3 separate regions of the Mus musculus genome follow, and regions 2 and 3 are each linked to region 1. Evidence: chromatin contacts called from public Hi-C and promoter capture Hi-C data. All regions are on one chromosome and are shown on one strand. The core of a region is the stretch at or near the end of the contact, and the rest is flanking DNA. Distances in the headings are between cores, read along the strand shown. Region 1 holds the start of Imp3 (IMP3, U3 small nucleolar ribonucleoprotein). Region 2 overlaps Ptpn9 (protein tyrosine phosphatase, non-receptor type 9). Region 3 holds the start of Cspg4 (chondroitin sulfate proteoglycan 4).

What was found. Promoter capture Hi-C pulls out the DNA fragments that hold promoters and counts their contacts. A called contact is a pair of places that touch in the nucleus more often than the background predicts.
Region 2: a contact with region 1 is called in a Hi-C map of bone marrow-derived macrophages, with 48 read pairs. The contact joins the enhancer-like site here to the promoter of Imp3 in region 1. A contact is called at or near these places in 16 of 39 promoter capture datasets (the 3T3-L1 cell line, 3T3-L1-derived adipocytes, the C10 cell line and 11 more), 4 of 15 datasets of contacts at CTCF or cohesin (CD8 T cells, the G1E-ER4 cell line, the NIH/3T3 cell line and 1 more), 39 of 484 Hi-C or Micro-C datasets (the 4T1 cell line, the AML12 cell line, the Ba/F3 cell line and 28 more), 28 of 115 datasets of contacts at active chromatin or transcription factors (the 230-238 cell line, CD8 T cells, the SCID.adh cell line and 18 more) and 3 of 9 other capture datasets (adipose tissue, liver and pancreatic islet).
Region 3: a promoter capture Hi-C map of embryonic stem cells shows a contact between it and region 1, with 3 times the contacts expected there. The contact joins the promoter of Cspg4 here to the promoter of Imp3 in region 1. A contact is called at or near these places in 9 of 39 promoter capture datasets (cranial neural crest, embryonic stem cells, epiblast stem cells and 5 more), 2 of 484 Hi-C or Micro-C datasets (muscle stem cells and nephron progenitors), 6 of 115 datasets of contacts at active chromatin or transcription factors (the SCID.adh cell line, embryonic stem cells and pancreatic cancer cells) and 2 of 9 other capture datasets (adipose tissue and pancreatic islet).

What each region holds. Positions count from the first base shown.
Region 1 is chr9:56,935,544-56,939,257 of GRCm38.p6, reverse strand. It overlaps Imp3 (IMP3, U3 small nucleolar ribonucleoprotein), which reads right to left and starts at 1,758. Exons shown (of 1, transcript NM_133976.2): 1 at 860-1,758. The coding sequence starts at 1,751. The coding sequence ends at 1,197.
Region 2 is chr9:57,029,898-57,033,611 of GRCm38.p6, reverse strand. Ptpn9 (protein tyrosine phosphatase, non-receptor type 9) reads right to left here. Exons shown (of 13, transcript NM_019651.2): 6 at 396-506. Among named protein-coding and RNA genes, the nearest start is that of Ptpn9, 37 kb to the right of the region's middle. Within about 2 kb of position 1,656, at least 19 of the 459 cell types and tissues checked have an H3K27ac peak or open chromatin away from gene starts, as enhancers often do. A contact at or near this core is called in bone marrow-derived macrophages, where this site is marked.
Region 3 is chr9:56,863,505-56,867,218 of GRCm38.p6, reverse strand. It overlaps Cspg4 (chondroitin sulfate proteoglycan 4), which reads right to left and starts at 2,115. Exons shown (of 10, transcript NM_139001.2): 1 at 1,942-2,115. The coding sequence starts at 2,029.

The DNA.
Region 1 (3,714 bases), core at 509-3,008:
ACATAAAATCTGAGCCTCATCAGTGCACACTGTAATATTAGCACTGGAGAGGCTGAGACAGGAGGATCACTTCTAGTTCCAGACCAGCTTGAGCTTCAAATCAAAACCGGTCTCAAAAGAGAGAGAGAGAGAGAGAGAGAGAGAGAGAGAGAGAGAGAGAGAAGAAAAATAACCCCTACACAAATACCTTAATCTGCCAGACTCTGAATTCTATTTTGTATTTGGTCTGGGATAAAACTTGGTGCTCTATTTACCAGTTCTATTGCTTTATGGTTTTCCTTTTGCTTCTGCTGCGTTTTTTTTTTTTTTTTTTTTAAAGTCCTAAATTTCTCTGCATAGCCCTGGTTGTCCTCATGTCGACCAGGCTGGCCTGGAACTCAAAGATCTGCCTGCCTTAACCTCCTAACTGCTGGGATTAAAGGCTGTGCCAGCACTACCTCGCCCTTTTGCTTGTTTTTTTTTTTTGGGGGGGGGGGTGTCCTTAACTCTGAAGCCAGGACCTTGAAGAACATCTGTTTTCAGGAACCTCCTGGGTCCCTTCTAACCACTAGCTGGCCAAACTACAGGGCGATCATTTCCTTAGGCAAGCAAACACTCCAGGACTTTAATATGGTATTTCCTGGGGCTGGAATATCAACAGGAAGTCTTGTGGATAAAAGCTCTGCCAAAACATTCATTCCGAGAAAAGGACTGGTTAAGTGACAAATCTGCCCAGCTTGTACAACATCCTGCAACCTCCACGTGAGGCTCCAAAGCCTCACGCCTTCAACCCTTTTCCTGCCCTTAGGCTCTTCAGCTAGCAAGATAATAGATATGGCTATGTAGGACCCTAGGTAAGAAGAACGACCAGACAAAAATGTGCACTTAAACAACGTCGGTGGGACATTTATTGGCATTAGGAAAGGGTTTCTTTAAACGATATAAATATACTGAACTCAAACTCTCCATCCAGACGGTCCTATTTCAAGATGAAAGCAAAGGGGAAGAGGTAACATTCCTGCTTCTACACCACAAAGTTTAAGGCACAAGAAGCTAGCAATCCCCAGTGCGGTACAAAACTGCTTCCCACTGTCTCTCAAGACACAGTCACTTAATTGTCAGTCCAAATTCTAGGAAAAATTCCCAGTACACCGGGGCAATCCTCCCCATCCCCGGTTCAGTGACCTGTAGCTGAGAAGCCAGGACAAGAAGACTCGCTAGGCATCTAGATCAAAGTCATCGCGCTCCTCATTGTACTCCAACACGTGCCGCTTGATCTTGGATGAGTCCACCCAGGTGACAAAGTCCTCCATGCTGCGAGTGACGAGAAAGGCGGGATCAGTGACCACGTCTGGGCCCACGCGGACATGACCCTGCTCCACAAAAGCCACAGCAGCTTGGAGATGCTGCGCCATGCGTAGCTTGAGGAGCAAAGTAGGCAAGCGGCGGCGGCAGAAGGACGAGGCCGAGACGGAGTCGCAGAGTTCCAGTGAGCCGCGCGTGGGCACCAGGCCCATAGCGTACAGCTTGTCCAACAGCGCCGCCGAGGCGCGCACGCGGAATGGGTCGCGTTCCGGCAGGTCGCGCAGGCGCCGCGCCAGCTCGCGCACCGCTCGGCTCAGCTGGTTGTAGCGCGTGTACTCCTCGCGCCGCTGCAGCCGGTACCGCCGCAGCACACGCAGTTCGTGGAGGTTGTGGTCGGTGACTTCCCAGTTTAGGAAGTCCACCTGTTTCAGCAGCTTCTGCTCGTGGAACTTAAGCTTCCGCACCATGATGGAGAATGCGGGAGAAAGGGAATACGTTGAAAATCTAGCGTAATTTCCGCCTCGACGTAGAAAGACCCCGCCTCTAGATCACTGGACCAATCAAAAGATTGGTTAAAGACACGCCCCCGGTTTTTCATTCGTCCAACTCTGGAACTTCCTGTTTTGAAAGGGGAGCGGGGGAGAAAGAATTGCGGAAGGAGAGCCGTGTCCTGCGAATACACTTTTCCTTGCATGCAGTGCGTATGCAACTAGTCTAGTCCAGTGTTGTGTTTTGTTTTTAAATATTTATTCATTTACGTATTTTGTGTATATGATTGCTCTGTCTTCATACCGGAAGAGAGCTTCAGATCCCCTGTTTGTGGTTTTCCTGGGAATTGAACTCTGGACCTTTGGAAGAGCAGTCAAGTGCTCTTAACCGCTGAGCCATCTTGGCAGCACCTAGTTTACTCTCAGAGTTCTGTCTTTGGTGACTGAAGAGAGTCTGCTCCGTCAATAGCTGTAGATGTCAGTTTCCAGAGAGAGAGGTTACTGCCTTTAAAAGAGTTGTCTCATAGTTTTGGTTGTGAGCCTATTATTTAATGGCTGAGCTATCTCTCCAACTCTGGAAAGATGGCTTAGCAGTTAACAGCACGGCTGCTCTTCCGGAGGTCATGAGTTCAAGTCCCATCGCCCACATAGTGGTTCACAACCATCTATAATGTGATCTGATGCTCTTTTCTGACATGCACATGTACATGCAGCTAAGAGCACTGATACACATAAAACAAATCTTTTTTTTTTAAAGCATACACAACTTTAGAAGAGTGGAATGCTAATAAATAAATAAGAGGATTATCTCTGTCAAAAAACGTGATTAGAACTCTGCAAATGTCTCAGTTCCAGTGGTCCCCAGAGTTGACAAATAGTCCCATCCTGGCCAGCATGAGATCTGTCACTGGACTGGCAGTAGTACCAAACAATCAGGATTGGAAGCATTCCTGCCTCTTATTTTTTTGACACAGTTTCCTTAGGTAGCCCAGGTCAGCCATGAATTCACCACAATATAACCAGATTCAATCCAAAAGGATGAGATTATGAGTGAGCATGTGCCACCATGGCTGTCTTACTTTATTTTATTTTTTGAGACAGAATGTCTCTAGTACTATCTGTCCTGGTAATTTTTATATAGACCAGGCTGTCCTTAAACTCAAAGAGATCCATTTACCTCTGCCTCCAAGTGCTGGAGTTAAAGTGTTACTCAGGTATGTCTGGAGATTGTTTCTGCAATCCTCAGTGACTGATGGTACCCATCAATGATGAGAAATTCAGAGTGTAAGTAGGAGTCCTAACCTTCATCTGTAAGAGGTGAACAGTCTGGTAAACAATTCCTGTCTGAAATCACAGAAGCAGAACGAAGGCCAGAAGAATTTCTACTGAGCCCCTACCTGTTGGGGTAACCTCCTGACACACAAACCATATCAGTTATGAAGGTGTGTCTCTCTACTCTCTATTGCTGTAAGTGAGGCTGGCAGGATATATTGTATTGTCACTTCTACAGCCCACAATGCATGCTTTCTATGTGTCGCTTCCTCATCTACCCCAAAAGATGATTTGCTGAGATTATCACGTTGAAAAGCAAGCTATGAACTTCAGGAGCATGTGAAGGGGTTGGTCCTGCAGATCCAAAGCTGCAGTATCTCCATGGCACCTGGTGTGGTGGTTTGAATATGCTTGGCCCAGGAAGTGGCACTATTAGGAGGTGTGGCTTTGTTGGAGGAAGTGTGTCTCTGTGGGGGGTGGGCTTTGAGAGATCCTCCTCCTAGCTGCCTGGAAGCCAGTCCTCTTTTATTTGCTTTCTGAACAAGATGTAGAACTCTCAGCTCCTCTGTCGCCATGCCTGCCTGGATGCTGTTATGTTTCTGTGATGATGATGGACCGAACTTCAGAACCAGTAAACCAGCTCATATTAAATGTGGTCCTTTATAAAGGG
Region 2 (3,714 bases), core at 407-2,906, 94 kb before region 1:
TCCCTTGGGCATGCTGAGCAAGCACTTTGACACTGAGTTACAGCAAATACTATTAGATATTAATAGTGTCTTATGTAGCACTAAGTTAAACTTTGGAACTCATACAATCCTTAAAATACTTATGAGGCACATGGTTCAGTACTATTGTACTCAAGGTGTAGTAAAGAAAGTGTCAGATAAATTGTGGCCTTTTCCTACCCACAGGTTTGTGGACAGTGAAGGCATCGTGTCACAGACTGGTGAGTAGAGAGGGACTGGGTATAGTAAAGGAGGAGACACCACGCGAGATCAGCCCGGAGGATTCTTTGAAGGCAGAAAACTAACTGGCAAAAGCTTGCCAGCAGAGGCCGGAATGTATTATCTAGCTCCAATAAGAAACGACGAGATTGCCTTACCCTTTCCCGGACTTTATCCTTCAAGAGCAGGCTGATGATTGAATAGGGCACTCGGAACCATATGGGTGCTCCTACAATCAGCACTTTCTTCAGTCGAGCTGGAAATGCTCCCTGTGGAGTCAATGTATGAGGAGTTAAAGCCCAGCCATACCTGAAACTGTTCAGGCCCAAAGTATGAGTTCTTGCCACTCTCCCCCATGCATAGGCAACAGAGAAGCCTGACAGCTTAATTCAAAAATAGGGAGGTTGAAAGTGATTAAAAGAAATAAAGAAATTAGAAGCTGACTTACCTTTACAAGTAATGATGTTAAGTTCATGTTAATCATATACTTTATAGGTCAAAAATTATTCTTTTATTTTTTTGTTATTGGTGAGTGGTGACATCTGTGCCACAGTGTGCACACAAGGATCAGTTTCCTGCTTTTGCCTTTATATGGATGGATTCTGGGTATTGAATCACTAGGCTCTTATAGCAAATATACTCACTGAGTCATCTTGTGGCCCTGATGTTTCTGTTTATACTGCACATATCATACAACAGCACACATATTTGCAGCCTACAAAAATTCAGCTTACTAAAACTTAGATTTTTATTTATTTATTATTATATAGCTATCTTCAGATACACCAGAAGAGGGCGTCAGATCTCATTATGGATGGTTGTGAGCCACCATGTGGTTGCTGGGATTTGAACTCGGGACCTTCAGAAGCACAGTCCATGCTCTTAACCACTGAGCCATCTCTCCAGCCCAAAACTTAGATTTTTAATAAGTTGAGGATAAACATTTTACTTTATAATCTTCATCTAGCTCAAAATGTATGTGTGTATATATATACATATAACATTGTCTACCTTTAATCTTTTTTCCATTTGTTCATTTATTAAACCAATACATACAATCTAGGCCAGAGGTGTAACTATGTGTTTAGCATGTACAAAACTTAAATTTGATAACCAACACAATAAAATGCACAAATGGATGTATGCATGCATGCATACATACATACACCCACACACGATCTAGTGTGTACAAGTACAAATGAGGTCTTAGAAAAGTAAATAAACTACTCTTAGAGAGAAAAAAAGAGGTTTATATAAGACATAAAGACAAAAGTATGTAAGACATATAGTGCAGCATATCACTGTTAAGCCACAGTACTTGGCTTCATTCCACTTGTTAACATCCCAGCCTTTCTCAGGGAGGCTTACCATGTAATAAGGAATCAGGGGGCTGGAGGGATGACTCAATCGGTGCATGACTCAAATGACTCAAAAAGTGCATCCCACACAAGTACAGAGAACCTGAGCTCAATCTCCAGTAGGCACATGAAGTCAGCAGCACAAGTGAGACAAAGAGATGGATCCTAAGGCTCAGTGGCCAGAGGCCTAGTCCAGTCAGGTAGCCCTGAGTCCTTGAAAAGACCCTATCTCAATGAACAAGGTTGACAGATCCTAAGGACGCACCTACAGTTGATCCCTGGCCTTACACATACATACATGTACACATGCACACTCATGAATGCATACATCCAAAAATAAATAAATAAGTAGTCCCCAGTAACTGACTAAGCCACACTGTAGCTTTCATTTTTTTGCATTTTGAATAAACTAATCTCAGTTTCATTTTCTAGCCTTTGTTCTTCCCACTCAGTCTTGGCTCTGCTAAATTTGAGGAGTTTACAAACACTCCCTACACAGAATATACAAATCCACAGCCAAGTTCTCCAAAGGCTTCTTCATTCAGACTTAAAAACTACTTTTTTCCCTTCCTTCAAAGATGCAAAACTGTATTTCAGTATAAATACCCAAAGCCCCTTTTAACTGCTTGATCAATTTGGAGAAATCGCTTTTTCTCAGTAAGGCAGAGGACAGCAGGCGTCAAGCCTGGTCTACACAGCAAGCACTGGGCAAGCCTATACTATTTAGGGATCCTGTCTCCTAATAAGACCAAACAGAGATAAGAAGTTATCTCATACAGCCTTGGAACACCTGCCCATTGATAGTGTCCATAGGAAGGCATCTTCCATTATATATTCTTATTTTATTTTATTCTATTCTACTTTATGTTCATTGATGTGAGGGTATTGTATCCCCTGGAACTGGAGTTACAGGCAGCTGTAAGCAGCCAAAGAGCAGCCAGTGCTCATGACCACTAAGACTTTTCTCTACCCCCAATTACATATTCTTTGAAATGTACATATACCCTTTAAGCAATTCAACTTCTAAAAAGCTATCCTAGCAATACAAATGACGTTTTTTTTTTCTTTTTCGAGACAGGGTTTCTCTGTGTAGCCCTGGATGTCCTGGAACTCACTCTGTAGACCAGGTTGGCCTCGAACTCAGAAATCTGCCTGCCTCTGCCTCCCAAGTGCTAGGATTAAAGGCCTGCGCCACCACAGCCCGGTGACTTTTTTTTTTTTTTAGAAAGGATCTCTCTCACTATCTTGCCCCGATTGGCCTGGAATGGGCTATATAGACTAGGCTGGCCTTGAACTCACAGAGATCCACCTGGCTCTGCTGCCTACCCCCAACCCCACTCCCACTCTTCACTTCTCACCCCATGCTAGGACACCTGCCTAAATGCATTTTTTGTTTTGATGTTTTACCTTAGTTAAAGGCAGCGTCTTGCCTATAGTCATCCTGGACTGGTCTGTTCTTAAAATATTGGCAGTCCTACCTTACCTTCTCAAGTATTACAATCCCATCACAACAAACCTCACAAATTCCAAATGTACACTCTCCCACTGAGCTACACTCCAAGTTCCTGAACATTTACATTCATTCATACAGTATATTTGTATTTCTGTTTTCAGAGACAAAGGATCTGATTATGTAGTCCAAGGTGGCCTTGAACACAATTAGAGACATGTGCCACCGTAACTGGCTTGCACAATCTATTTTATTCCATTCAGTCTTCCCTAGTCAGAGTAAATAGTTATACATTAAAAAGCATGTTTTGAGCCAGGCAGTGATGGCGCACGCCTTTAATCCCAGCACTTGGGAGGCAGAGGCAAGTGGATATATGAGTTTGATGCCAGTTCAGAAGTGAGTTCCAGGACAGCCGAGACTACACAGAGAAACCTTGTCTCGAAAAACCAAATAAATAAATAAATAAAGCAAGCAAGCAAGCAAGCAAGCAAGCAAGCATGGTTTGGGGGCTGGAGAGATGGCCCAACAGTTAAGAGTACCAGATTGTGAGCAGTTGTGGCAGCAGTCCCAAGATGGCGCCCGGGAGTGCAGCTAAGTCTTATGACTTGCACCTGACTTCCTCATACACCTGAAAATAAGCCACTGCCATGTGAGAGCTGCACAGGTGCA
Region 3 (3,714 bases), core at 866-3,365, 72 kb after region 1:
AAACCAGGGCTCGGCTGCACCTTCTTCTAACCATTGGTGCCCAGGCTGTGGGCTTCATTTCGCCATTTAAGGTTTTAGCTCAATGGCTCTTCCTGTCCTGTGCTCAAAATATGCCTTCCAGTCAGGCTGCTGGCCTTTCTATTTCAACACCCCGTTACACCCACCTCCTGCTCTTGTCCAGGCTGAGGACCGCAGACAGGAGTCAGACTCCCTTCCCACCCTTCAAGGCTTGACTCAAGGACGACGGCTGGCCCCTCTGTCCCACCCATCTCATTTCTGATTTCCTGTGCATTTTCACCTGGATCTTTCCACACACAATTAGAAACCGCTCTTTGAATTTTACCTTACTTCACTATATCTCCTGAATTAACACAAGTCCTCTCCCCTCCTTCTCTTCCTCCTCCCCATCTCCTCTCCTCCTTTCTTCCCCTGCCCCTTTTATCCTCCGACCCCCACTTGTTTTGGAGGCAGGGTCTCACTCTAGCTGAGGCCAATCTGAGACTCATTCTGCAGCCCAGGCTGGCCTTGAACCTACAGTGCAACCAATCCCCTTCCTCCGACCTCCTCAGTACTGACATTACAGGCATGCATGGCCACACCCTGACGCAGCCCGCCCATCTTTGTGTTGTTCTAGCATCATGTCTCTCATTGCCAGAGCTAAGATGGTGTCTAAAAATTGCTCCCGGTTGAAGCCCAAGCAGGTAGGGCCTGCAGGGAACCATCTCTTGGTTGGAAATGCCCAGCTACCTCAGTGTTCCCTCCTCACATCCCTCATGTCTGTTCATCTCCGGGACTGTGAGATTTTAGGAAAGGCAGTCTGAGCAGTGAGGATGAGGAGCCCAGATCTAGCTGGAGTCACCTTAGTGAGGGGTCCTTCCCTGACTCACTTCCCTTCTGGGTGCCTCGTGATAGCCTTCTTTAGAGCTGGTCTCCTCCGTCTGACGGGGAGAAGGGTGTGGTCCGGGCCCCTGGAAGGGAGACTCAAGTTCCTTCTCTGCTTTAAGTTGCTCTTGGAAATGGTCCTGAAAGATGTAGGCTGACTGCCTGATTCATACATTGGTAGTAATGACAGATGGGGCCCCGAGGCCACAGATCTCATGGTCTAACCAGACCTCATCTCCAGGAAAGGAAGAGCGTTGTACTGCTAGGGTTCCTGGGATTGTGACAATTGTGACAGACAAGATGCCCACCAAGGTGCTCTTCACTCAGGCTCTGCTGGTCAGACACCAGAGCTAGAGACAGGGGGTGTGGCCTGGTTTGTCCCAGGGCTATCAGAGAGATATCTGAGGGGTGGCAGCCTTGCCTCTGGGCCCTGGAGAGTGGGTGGTCTTGTCTGTCACCAGCCAGGTCCTCTCAGTGAGGAGAGCAGACACGAGGGAAAGAAGGTATACGGGCCGATGGAGGTAGGGACAGAAGCCAGCTAGCCAGCCCTGGGAACAAAAAGAGAGTATGGAAGCCAGAGGCAGTTAGAGGAGGCCGTGGCAGAGGTGTGCTGGGCACACACAGGGTGGGGCATTGTGCCTCCTCTCCGAGTCTCACTTCACAGCACCCCCACTTCTGGCTCAGAGTATCTGTGGTCAGGATGCACACTTAATGCTGCCTCTGGGTATACTTTGATAGCCACTGTGGTCACTCAAACCTGTATGGCAAAGAGAATGGATAGCATCGAGGTGGCTAAGTGTCCCAGACAACCTGGGTGGGCAGAGCCACACCCTTGGCAATCTGACTCCAGGGGTCCCTTTTCAGAGTCTGACTTTCTAGGGTCAGGAAAACCAGACAATCTTGGATACCCGGAGTTCCCATTAACAGAGATCACAGCTTTCCTTCCAGACCCTCAGCCTGGGGAAGAAGTATAGGCCCTTGGACTCTTGATCAGGGACCATGAGTGCAGTCCCCATATAGATCCTTTAGGCAGGGGCAGGGTCTCAGTCCCTCACTCACCAGGAGCTGTAGATCTGACCAACAAGGCCAAGGTAAGAGCCAAGGCCAGGGCTGGAGCTGACAGCGGGTGTCCCGGGCCGAGAAGCATCGCGGCGGGGCTGGGTGCCTGGACTTGTAAGGCGAAGGAACAGAGCGTGCTGAATCTGGACAGCACCGAGTCGCAAGTCGCAAGTCGCAATTCAAGTCCAAAGTCGAGGGAGCAGGGCTCCTCGCACGGGCTAGGGCGCAAGGGCTGTCCAGTACTTAACTCCGGGGGCGGGGCAGGCGCCAGACCCGCGCTTAGATTTCGGGCGGGGGCTCCCTCTGTCTGCTCCCACCTCCAACTTTCTTAAAGGGGCCGTGCTGGGCTCTTGCTCCTGGTTAGGATTGAAGGACCTTTCCTGCCAAGGCAGACCCATGCCCCATTTTAAGGGTTTGGGACAATGTCTCTTAAGTCTTTAGACCCCCAGAACTCTGTGGACAGGATCTCTTGAGAACGGGAAATAAAAGTGAGAGCTGCCAGCCCTCTTCTGCCCTTGCGGTGATGTAGGGGTTTAGGTGCCTTCAAGGTCACAGGTCCCCGAGGATTCCACTAAAGCAGACCGCTAGGCAGGGCTCTGGGTTTGCCCTTCTCTTTCCACAGACTGTACATTCTCTGCCTGTAAAGACAAGAGGTCTGGATCTTGTGGTGCAGAAGCTCAGCCCTGTGGTAACACATGCTTCAAAACAACCCTGCAAGGTAGGGGCTGAGCACCCTTCCCTTCATTTTGTGGAGGAGGAGCCCAGCTCAGAATCCAAGGTCAAAGGTAGTGCCTGGCCATTTCCTGCCAGGATCCCAGGCCTCCTGACCCCCAAATCTTGGTGTTTTCACTTGCCCCACCACCTCCTGGAAATCTGGCCCTGGATTTAGCTCCTACCTAACAGCTTCAGGCTGGGGCCTTCTCCTCCTGGCTCCTTCCCAGGCAAGAGCCTGCCTAGTCCCAACCAGGAGCTGGAAAAAGCAGAGTTACTGTGGCTTTTCCCCGTGCCTGTGTTTGGCCAGCCCCAGCTGCATTGGGACCTGGCCTGGGTTTTTTCTAGGAGACGCATAGAGGAACACTCCCGTTCCTCTCTTCTTTCACGCATATCCCTCCACTGGGCTCCCTGCTGTGCCCACGTTCCACTGTGCACCCTCTTTCCAATCCTTACCCCTGAGCAGCAACAATCATAGCACAAGTCCAGCGTCTCATGACTTCTGATAGAACCGAGCCCCATTTCGATAGAGAAACTGAGGCTGAGAGGGATTAAAGGGCCTGGGTGAGTTGATCCAGGCGAGGGCAAGCCGAATCATTGAGCCCATGCTCTGTGCTCTTACTACCATGCCTGGTCTGATGTGTTCTTGATCCCAATTCTCCTACTTGACTGGCCTTTAACTACTCCTTTTTTTCCTGTGGTTCAGTTTTTCACTTACAAGTTTGAATTTATAAGCATTAAGTGTTTTAATATGTCTCAAATGCCTACCTTAGGGCCTGGCATACAGTAGGTGTTCAACTCATATCGCCTTTTCTTCTTCCTCTCTCATTCTGCACATCCCAGTACTTCACGGTTTGTATACAACTACTGCACATCCTCCCCTTGATGGAGGGTCTTCTGTGAACCTTTGACTTTCCCCTCCGTAGGCAGTTGCATACAGTAGGTGTTCAATAAGTACCTGTTAAGGTGGACTAAGAAGCTGATTGTTGCTATTCTATGGGGACTTAGACAGACTTAGGAACTATCCAGGCACCCTGGGGAACCTGACACAGTGAGCCTATG